Linked DNA regions of Ovis aries: regions 1 and 3 are each linked to region 2. The links are chromatin contacts, called in public Hi-C maps. All regions are on one chromosome and are shown on one strand. The core of a region is the stretch at or near the end of the contact, and the rest is flanking DNA. Distances in the headings are between cores, read along the strand shown. Region 1 holds the start of NCOR2 (nuclear receptor corepressor 2). Region 2 has its middle 100 kb from the start of SCARB1. Region 3 overlaps NCOR2 (nuclear receptor corepressor 2).

The links. A called contact is a pair of places that touch in the nucleus more often than the background predicts.
Region 1: a Hi-C map of tail adipose tissue shows a contact between it and region 2, with 2.7 times the contacts expected there. The contact joins the promoter of NCOR2 here to the enhancer-like site in region 2. A contact is called at or near these places in 3 of 16 Hi-C or Micro-C datasets (hypothalamus, omental adipose tissue and tail adipose tissue).
Region 3: a contact with region 2 is called in a Hi-C map of hypothalamus, with 5 times the contacts expected there. The contact joins two enhancer-like sites. A contact is called at or near these places in 3 of 16 Hi-C or Micro-C datasets (hypothalamus, omental adipose tissue and tail adipose tissue).

Annotation. Positions count from the first base shown.
Region 1 is chr17:51,257,107-51,260,652 of ARS-UI_Ramb_v3.0, reverse strand. It overlaps NCOR2 (nuclear receptor corepressor 2), which reads right to left and starts at 1,787. Exons shown (of 50, transcript XM_060401093.1): 1 at 1,502-1,787.
Region 2 is chr17:51,070,075-51,073,591 of ARS-UI_Ramb_v3.0, reverse strand. No RefSeq gene overlaps it. Among named protein-coding and RNA genes, the nearest start is that of SCARB1, 100 kb to the right of the region's middle. Within about 2 kb of position 1,256, at least 24 of the 54 cell types and tissues checked have an H3K27ac peak or open chromatin away from gene starts, as enhancers often do. A contact at or near this core is called in hypothalamus and tail adipose tissue, where this site is marked.
Region 3 is chr17:51,313,859-51,317,262 of ARS-UI_Ramb_v3.0, reverse strand. The region is part of intron 3 of NCOR2 (nuclear receptor corepressor 2); the gene reads right to left. Among named protein-coding and RNA genes, the nearest start is that of TRNAG-CCC, 7.4 kb to the right of the region's middle. Within about 2 kb of position 2,017, at least 16 of the 54 cell types and tissues checked have an H3K27ac peak or open chromatin away from gene starts, as enhancers often do. A contact at or near this core is called in hypothalamus, where this site is marked.

The sequences.
Region 1 (3,546 bases), core at 538-3,037, 190 kb before region 2:
TGAGTAGTTCAGCTCCCCAGGTTCAAGGTCTCTTACTTTCTCAGAGGGCTTTCCCCCTACACCTCAATCCAAAAAAAAAAAAAAAAAGACCACCCACCACGAGGTACATAACAATGCCCAGGGACGTCCTCCGAGCTCACTGCAGGCCCGGAGAACCCCTTCTATCAAAGCAACCGCGGGGACCCAGATCTGGTTTAAAAAGGGCAAAGTCAAGGCCACGGATCACACAATCCCCAACAAGCCCAGAACTCCCTCATCCAGCCAGCCCGCAGGGCTCCTCTCCCCATCCCTCCTCCCTGCCTCCCTCACACATCCTTCCTCCAAATCTGCAAAAGGGGAAAAAAAAAAAAAATCATAATAAAACCAGTTCTCACCAACAGGGGGGGAGGAGGAGGGGGAGGAAGCAAGGAGGCTGAGCCGACAGCACAGATCCGCCTCCGCTGCCTGCACCAGACCCTCAGAGAGCCGGAGCGCGCGACAGGCGGCTGGAGGGCCCTCGCTTCCAAAAAAATAAACCTACAATGTAAAAATAACGCCGGGCGCCCCACGCTAATTGGGCCCGGGCGACAGCAGCTCACAGGTACAGCGTGTCTCGCCCGCCCGCCCGCCCGCCCGCCTAGACCTCTCTCACTCCCTCGGGCTTTTTCCTGCAAGCGTCCGGGGTGGGGAAGGAGCGCCCCACAGGTCTCCCCCCACTCCCCGCCAAGTCTCCGGGGGTGTTCCCCCAGCACTAGGACCGGGGGCCTCCGGGTCCAATCCAAGTGGGATCAGTTCTGAATTCCAACTTCCCAAACTAGTGGCATCCCAAGTATCCGCACAGCCCGGGGGAGGGACCAGGAGGCGGCCCCATGAGGCGTCACCAGCCGCGGGAGGCAGGCCCAGACACCAGGAACACCGGCCCACGGGGAAGGGGGGAGCAAGGGGCGCCTCTCCTCGGGGACCCCGACCCAGAGCCCTCCGACCCCTCGCCGAGGAGCGACCACGCCAGCAGCCCCCCGCCCCCCGTGGCGGGAACCCCTCCCAGGCGCCTTCCAGAGCAGCCAGGCCGGGGAGCCGAGGGTGCCATCTCCAGGGGCACCCCCGAGCCGCACTGCCCACTGGAAAATAAGGCGCAGTGTCACCCCCCAAATCCAGGGCTGCTTGGAGAGGACGGAGGCGCATGGCGGCCATGCCCCCAGGGCTGTGGCACACGGTGGGGGGCTGTCCTGCGCAGTTCCAGGACAGCCCCCGCCCGCCCTCCCCCCACGCCTCTTCCCTCCTTCCCGTCCCCTCGCAGGGGAGCTGGAGTTCCCCTAAGTTCCCCGGCACCCCCACGCACGCGGGCCGCAGTGTCTATGGGGCGCCTCGCTCCCCAGCAGGCCACCCCCCGAGAGCGCCAACTCGGGAGTGCAGGGGCCCCGCCAACTCCGCCGCGTGCGCCGACTGATCTTCCCCGATTTCCCCGGAAGCGCGCCCCGCGCCTCACCCCGGCCCTCCGCGGGGACCCCCCGCCCCAACTCACCTCGCGGAGGTGGCGGCGGCGGCGCCCGGGCTCGGGGAGCGCTCGGGCCGCCCGGACGCTCAGGCAAGTGGCGGTGCAGATCGGGCTGGGGGCGCGCAGCAGGCCCGGCCTCCAGCCGGGGCGCGATCCTCCCGCCGCCGCCTCCTAGGGCGCTAGCCCCCGGTCCCCGGGCCGCAACTTGGCGCGCATTGCGGGGGCGCAGGGCGCGGGCGCACGGCTCGGGCGGGGCGCGGGCGGACACGGGGCTCCGATGCGGCCCGGCCTGCCCGCGGCTCCGCTCCCCGGCGGCGGCGGCGGTGGCGGCGGTGGCGGCGGCGGCGGCGGGAGGGGGAGGAGGGGGCGGGGCGGGAGCCCGGGAGGCGGCGGCTCGGCCTCCCGGCTCCTGGCTCCCCGCCCGCACCGACGCGCCCCGGCCCGGCCCCCTCGGGCTCCTTAAAGGGCCCACGTTGCCTCCCCCGGGCCTGCGCGCACCCACTCGCGCGTGCACACGCTGCCACACAGACACACACACGCTTGGGCGCGACGCCGAGTTTCTTTTTAGCAGCTCCCTGAAGGAGGAAGGAGGGGGAAAGCGCCTCCCCATCCCGCCCCCTCCTCCTCCAGTGGGCCGTGCGCTCTCCTCTTCCCCAGCCCCAGATACTTCACTCGAAGTATAATCGCTTTTCAGCTATTAAATTATCAGTCTAACTCTGGAGTGACCAGTGGATGGGGAGGGGGCATACGAGGAGGGCCACACACAGGACCTTTAAGGGACGCACACAGATGCGAGGGGACACAAGCGGTGGAGTTCGCTCTCGGTGTCTCGCACACAGTAGAGCGCAAGACTCTCACCAGTGGACTTCACACACTGGGCCTCAGAAAGGAGAGCTAACCCAGGTGGGCACGAGGGAAAATTCGCAACCACCCCTCACCCCAGCCCCGCAGACGTGAGCGTAGCCTGGGACATAGACTCCTAAGACATAAGGTCACCCGCAGATAAACAAACCCCGACACAGGCAGGAGTTCACGCACGCGGGCGGACACACACACACACACACACACACACACACACACACACACATGCACTAGAATGTCCGTTTCTAGAGGGCGAGAATTTCTATCTGTTCCCTGATCTTTCCCAGGTAGGGACGCAATGTGTTGCAAGAACTCCCAGTTCGGGACTTTCAGGGACACAAACGCAGATACACGATGCTGCAAGTGTGTGGTGGGCACGAGCGGGCAGGGTCACGGACGAGCACACACGTGGACACTCGCCCGCGCACACGCAAGCGCTCACCGCTCCAACAGGAACCCCACTGGCAGCCGTGACAACCCGTGTGTCCTCATTTACCCCCTCCTCATGCCCCTCCCAGGCTGCTTTCTCAAAGCCGGGGAGATCTTTTTAAACAGCAGAGGGCACCGGGAGCCCCAGACCGGGACCCTCCCTCCTCCTCTGCTTTCCCCTAAGATGTAAGAGAGTTTGAATTTTTTTTTTTTTTTTTTCGGTTCAACTTTCCTTTTTTGGAGCGACGTCTCAGCAGATTCAGTTCTGCCATCTGCCAACATCTGAGAACCCCCAGGGGGAGTGGGGAATGGCTGCGGTGGGGAGGCGGCCATGCGGTTTCCAGGGGCAGGGCGGGCCTCCGCCTCCAGCGTGCCTGCAGGGGTTCTCAGCCTCCCTAGTAGCAACGTGCCCCTCTTGGCCCCCTCAGGCTGCGCGGGCTCTTTTTTTTTTTTTTTTTTTTCTGGGGAGGGTGGGGCTGGGAGCACCTGAGTGACAAAATCTGGAAAAAGGGAAGTGTCTGTGGAGGGGCTGAGGGATGGAACAGAAGTAGGGGGTCTCAGGTCAATGAATGTCCTCTCCCTTCCCACCCTGGCTCCACCAGCTCCAGAGGCACCCAGCCAGACCACGAGAATCCACAGGCCAAGAGCCAGACCTAGGGAAGGAAGGACTAGCCCTTCCGATGGGGCCTGGAGGAGGAGATGGAGGGGAGGAACTGAGGTAGGGGGGGTCCCACCCCACCAGGCAGACTCGGAAACCCCCACCCCCACCCACAGGTCACCTG
Region 2 (3,517 bases), core at 7-2,506:
CCACAGGGTCCCAAAGAGTCAGACACAGCTGAATGACTGACACTTCCACTGATCTCCACATAACATTTAAAGAAGCTAGTTTTACACAGTAGAGATCCATCCATGATTCACCTGGGAGAACGCCCACGCCATGTGTGAGAGCAACACCTCCTGGGGATGTACGGTTTCACAGCTCACCTCTACTAGACGTTATGGATACTTAAGTAAACTGCATCCTGAATGTTTGATCCAAGAGTACCTTGTGACGCGTTTGTCTTTTCAGGACTTCCCTGGAGGTCTAGTGGTTAAGATGTGCTTCTCCTGCAGGGGGCAAGGGTTCAACCTCTGATCAGGGCGCTAAGATCCTGTATGGCGTATAGCGCAGCCAAAGAAATAAAGAAAAGTCCTCTATGTGACCATCATGAGGACCTATGAAATCAATGCAACAGGAATTAGAGTGTCTTTTGGAGGGAGGAGGGCAGGGGCACCAAGGGGTCAAAGGGACTTGCCTGCAGAATACAGCATGTTGGGGCCTCTTTTGCAAACAGCTCTGGCTTCCAAACCCCACTGGCTGCCTAATCTCTAGATCTGATATCATGGAAGAAACCATGTCCTTCCCCCAAACAGTTGCAGCTGCCACAGCCAGAGACCACAGGGGCTGGGTCACCACCCTGTGACCAGACACTCTTAGTGTCTTCTCTGGGAGTTCCTGTCCCCTAAAATGGAAGAAATTCCAGCAGCCCAGGGAAAAGCAGATGGGGCAGGCCATGGGCACAGATGGAAGATCCCAGAGACCAGAACAACATTGCACAGTTCTGAGAGCCTGCCACAAACCAGGCCACCACAAGGATGCCGTCCACACCACATTATTCCAGCCCATCTGCTGAGATGTCTTCCCCGGGGGAGCGGAAGTCCCATTTCATCATGGAAGTTGAGGGGGTGGATGAGAGTCAGTGTGCAGAAATGTGCATCGTGACTGATGTTGCTCAAACATCTGTCACTTAAAGTTGAAAACAAACATCTCCATCTCCAAGGACCCCCTTCATCTTCAGCTGAGGACCTCTGGATGTTATCAAGTTTGCTGCGGCTCAGGCCTCATGGCAAAAGTGCCTGTGAGATCTGGGAACATTCACGACTCCAGACTCCAAGACACGGCCACTTGGCCTTCACCCTCTGGGGAGGCATGCCAGGCCTGGAACCCTCAGAAGCTGGCACCCGAGCCCTGGGAGAGAACAGTCTGAGAAACAGCCCCCACTGAAGCAGTGGCCCTTAGCCCTCCCTCTGGCAAAAGTCCTGGGCGGCTTCCTCCAGTCTCCTCTGCCCTCCCTTTGCAGTCTTGTTGTGGGTGTGAGAGAGCCAAGCACTATTTTTAGCAGTGTTTATTCTTACTCTTCTCCTTCCCTCCCGTTCTCGACCTCTCTGGAACGAGCCTAGATGTACCCCCGCTAAGGGCTTTTCTGGCATCGCAGGGCACGTGTTGGTGTGTGGGACCTCTTTCTGGATGCAGCCACGATTGAGTTGGGAATAACAAACTTTTCAATCTCAGATGCTCCAGAATCAGGACCCGTCTGTATATTTGCTTGAAAATGACGTTCCTCAAAGCTGGTTTCCCCAGCATGATTTCCAGAAAGGATACAAGACAGCAGGAGTCTCTGGACTTCCCTGATGGTCCAATGGTTAAGACTACACACTTCCAATGAAGGTTCAATTGACCCAGGTTCAATCCCTGCTCAGGGAAGTTCCACATGTCACACAGTGCGACTGAAAAAATAAATAAAATAAAAATAAAGATGCACATACCTTTAAAGGGGGCTTCCCTGGTGGCTCAGATGGTAAATAATCTGCCCACAATGTTGGACACCTGGAGTCAATCACTGGGTCAGGAAGATCCTCTGGAGAAGGGAACGGCTACCCACTTCAGTATTCTTGCCTGGAAGATTGCATAGACAGAGGAGCCCGGCAGGCTACAGTCCATGGGGTCGCAAAGAGTTGGACCCAACTGAGCGACTAACACCTTCAGTTTACTTTCATACCTTTAAAGGTGGGGTGTAGAGGGGGCAGTATTTTCCTGGTGGTCCAGTAATTAAGACTCTGATCTTCCAATGCAGGGTTCCCAGGTTTGACCCCTGCTCAGAGAACTAAGATGCATGCCACATGGTACCACCAAATATATATATATATATATATATTTTTTTTTTTTATTAAAAAAGAGAGTAGGAGTCTCTGACAAACAACAGTCATGAGTCCTGGTTAACTGGACCACGAGGAGATGCGCTGGGTGACAGACAAGCACGCATGCCCCGGACCCAGCTGCTGAGCCTAAAATCTGAACTCTGACACTTAGCAGCCATAAGACCTTGGGTGTTTACCTGTCCTCTCTGCACCTGTCTCCTCATCTGTAAAAAGATGGTGATGATAAGAACATTCACCTGGGTTATGAGGAAAATGAGACGCCCTCATATGAAGAGTTTAAAGCAGTGCATGGCACATAGGAAGCATTCAGTTAATGTTGGCAGCAACCTGTTTTAGGAGAGGAAACCAGTCCACCAGAGCCTGGCTCTGGGCCAAGAGTCCCCAGCATCTGCGACTTGGATGAGGCTGAGGCCCATCTCTGGGTGGGGGCAGGGCGCAGTGTCAGCCACGAGGCCTGGAGCCACCAGGAGCCACTCTCCAGACCAGGTTGAAGGCACTGTCCTGGGAGCCGGCCACCCAGATTGAAAGAATCATAGTTATTACCCGTCAGCCAATCCAGCCCTCTGCGGACATTGCTAATTAATAACTTTACAGACCCTGTAACTTCACACGAGAATACTGCAGAGCATTTTATATGTGTAGAAACTCTTAATATGTACAATGGAGAAACACAAGGAGCACAGGTTATGCAGCGCTGATCTGTCGATCTTTCTTCTATTTTTTTTTTCCCACTCTTGAATGAAAACAAAAAAGAAATAGACGTGGCTCAGGCCCCCAGGTTTTTGAATACATAACAAGGAGCAGCCCTTCAGAGGGCGGGCCCACGGCGCCCCCTGGTGGCCAAGGTCTGCACTTCCAGCATCTGGCGGGGCCCTGGGCGGGCTCTGGGTCTTGAACACAAGGTGGGGATGGGAGAGAGAAGGCAGGGGTGCAGAGCGAGGCAGCTGGGCGTGCTCTGCACACTGCCCTCCCTCAGTCACATCTCTTACGTTCACCACTCCCCCGTCATTCGTTCATTTATTCCACAAAGCCTTTGCGCACCCACTTTCCTGCCAGGCACTGTGCCAGGCTCCAGGGATACAGCTGGTACCCCCTACAGACCCAGTACATGCCCTCAGGAGCGTAGAGTCTAAGGAGGGAGGCAGAGCGTGATCAAATGCTTACATACAGAAAAAGAATCAAGCTGCAAAGGGCAAGGCCTTGAGGGTGAAAAGCCAAAGGCAGACGGCCTCCCCTCAAGGGATCACCCAGGAAGCAGAAAAGACGGAGAAGAAAGGAATGTGGTTCAGTTTCCCCACTGGTAAATCCGGCCTGATTCTCCTGCCCCGGCCATTCTACGAGAGCT
Region 3 (3,404 bases), core at 768-3,267, 240 kb before region 2:
AAAGCCAGATTTCAGGATGTTATCTACACTGGGCCAGCGTGTCCCAGAAACGTCCACAAACACACTGCCCGCTCCACTGTCAAGGTGGCCCAGGACTCTGATCCCTCCCTCCCAGAAGCCACGGTGCCAGCCCATCCATTAGCTATGACTGAGTCTCCAAAGGCTCTCACCACCACCAAGGGACTAGTGTGATTTTCCCCAGGTAGCCTGTCCTCTCTGAGCCTTGGTGTCTCCATTCATCAAGGGCACCTGACAAATGAGGCAGCTTCCCAGGGAACGGTGACAATCCGAGTGCTGGTGAGCTGCCAAGCATATGGGGAATGGGCATTCTGGGCTTGGGATGGGGTCTGGCGTGGAACCAGGGGGCCCCTTCCTTAGAGATGGGAGAGGTTAGAAGCAGGCGATGGTCGGGTTCAAGAATTTGTGGATTTACGGACTTGTCAGGGGATCTAGTGGTTAAGAATCCACCTTCCAAAGCAGGGCTTGTGGGTTCGATCCCTGGTTGAGGAACTAAGATCTCACATGCCGAAGAGGAACTACGCCTGTGAGCTGCAACTATTGAGTCCCGCACACTCTGAGGCCCACAAACCACAACTAGGGAGAAGTATGTGCTGCAGCTAAGACTTAACACAGCCAAATAAACAAACACTTAAGTTTTAAAAAAACTTCTCTCCTGAGTCGGGAAGATCCCCTGGAGAAGGAAATGGGGCAACCCACTCCAGTATTCTTGCCTGGAGAATTCCATGGACAGAGGAGCCTGGTGGGCTATAGTCCAGGGGGTCGCAAAGAATCGGACTGAGCAATCAAGCATTAAAAAAAAAAAAAAAAAAAAAGATTTGTGTTCTGGGTGAGGGAAGTGGGTTCCAGACTCTTCATATGGGGCTCCTCACACCACTGGGCACTCAATTACCCTAGATGGTCCTGGGCCCTCAGGCTTGGGTGGGAAAAGACATCACACAGACCCCTCCCACAGATTGCTTCCCCCAACCTCCAAAGATTGGTGGCAGGGGCGGGGTTGTTACCGGCTATGTTAGTTTCCCCAGATCCACCGTAAACAAATAATCATGATCCAGGTGGCTTAAAACAATAGGAATTTATTCTCTAACTGCTCTGGAAGTCAGAAGTCGGAGATTTAGGCATCTGCAAGGCCACGCCCTCTGAGGGCTGAAGGGGAGGATCCTTTCTGCACTCTTTCAGCTCCTGGAGGCTCCAGGTGTCCCTTGGCTTGTGGCCACATCCCTCGGGTTTCTGCCCATCTTCACTGTGGCCATCCCTCTGTGTGTCTTCCTCCTCTTTCTGTCTCTCAGAAGGAAACCAGTCTGAACTTAGGGCTCACCCAGATAACCCAGGATCACCTCATCTCAAGACACATCTTCAAAGCAGGTCACGTTTAGACACAAGCACATGCATTTGGGGGGCTATCCTTCACCCGACTACACTGGCCTCGGCTTTTTTTCTGATCGCCCGTCTACTGAGCGCTCACTCCCGCTTGGCCCCATGGACAAGGCCCAGCACAATCCCCATGAAGCAGATGAGCAAACTGAGGAGCCACACGCCCAGAGTTTGAATCTGGGCACAAGGGCCTACCTCCCACTTAGAGGAAGCACAAGACTCTCACACCCACGCCTCCAGGAGAAGGCCCACAGGTGATGACTCACCCCTCACCCCCCCCCCCCCCCGCTGCACAGGCCAAGAAGGGGCGGGGTGGGGGGCAGGGGCGGGGAGGGGAAGGGGGAGGGGAGGACACAAACCTCAGAGTCTCAGTTTGCTCCTGTGTCAAATGGGAGCAAATCCCACCTGCTAAAGGATGAAAGAGGATCCTGGAAGGAGAGCCTCTGCCCCCTGAAAATTACCAACCCCCTTATTCCCAGCCCTGGCCAGGCCCACACAGCTGCCCACCCAGCCTCCCACTCTGCGCAGAAAGGGCCCATTATGACATCACAGGCCTGGAATTATGTTATTAGCCTGGGAAGGAGGCAGGACCCAGGGACAAAGGGCTCATTGTCATGCAAATCCATGACTGGGGTTGGGGGGTGCGCAGGGACAGCCCCTCCTGCCTCCCAGCTTCAGAGCTATGCTGACAAACCAACTCCCTGCCTTCTAGAAGCATATGGGCATCTCCCATCCTCAGATCTGGTTCCAACGAGGCTCTCAGACTGGGAAGTGGGCCCTTCCCCAGGTCGGAGCCAGATTCCCAGAAAATAGCACCTGCTCTGAGGAAGGTCGCCAACAGAACCCGGGTCCAGAGCCTGTCTTCCCTACAGCTGTGCCACTGTCCTCTGAGACACGGACACCAAAGGGCCTCCTGAGGATGAAATAAGATCATCCGCTTAAAGAGCTGAGCAGCGCCCGGAGGCACGGAAACAGCCGCATAGGAAATGCCACTACCTATTAGTCATGCCTCTCTCGAAGTAAGGTGCCTGCAGCTGTGTGTCTTTGGGCAAGCTGCTTACCCTCTCTGTGCTTCATCTGGAGAGGCTTGTGGGCAGGACCTGATACACGAAGGTGTGCAGAATGCTAACTCCACAGTGTCAGTCCTCAACACACAAAGCAGATGCTGTCAGCACGCCGCTCCCGCAACCTGAACCCCTTGGGGGGAGGGGGGCACTTTCCTTGCTCACCAGACCCACCTCCTTCACTATCCAGGAGGTGCAGACTTTCTGGGGATGCTTGGCAGGTTCTATCAAGGCATTCTTGAGTAAACATACAATAACTGTTTTTTCCAAAGACTCTAGCTTTCCAAGAATACCCCCCCACCCCAGTGCATCTCAACCCTTGGGAGCAGTCGCCCTGGGGTGCAAGGAGGTGAGTTTACCATGAATTCCAGCTCGAGGGACCTAGGTCTCCCTAGCCAGAGCCCTTGCAGGTGTGCACATCTATCCGCGTGGACCTTGAGGGGACAGACCCAGGTCCACAGTTTGTGGGCAACACCGAATCAGGCACAATAGTTTTCTAAGTGTAAGTCACTCAGTTGTGTCTGACTCTCTGCAACACCATGGATTATACAGTCCATGGAATTCTCCAGGCCAGAATACTGGAGCGGGTAGCCTATCCCTTCTCCAGTGGATCTTCCCAACCAGGGTCTCCTGCATTGCAGGCAGATTCTTTACCAACTGAGCTAACAGGGAAGCCTATAGTGAAGTCGCTCAGTCATGTCCGACTCTTTGTGACCCCGTGGACCGTAGCCCACCAGGCTCCTCCGTCCATGGGATTTCCCAGGCAAGAATACTGGAATGGGTTGCCATTTCCTTCTCCAGGAGATCTTCCCAACCCAGGGGTCAAACCCGGGTCTCCTTAATGCTGACCTACCAGGGAAGTTTTCTAAGATCGCTTACTATGTGCCCAGCGCCAGCGACGCAGTGATGACCGAGATGAACAAAATTCCACATGGAGAGGCTGGGGGG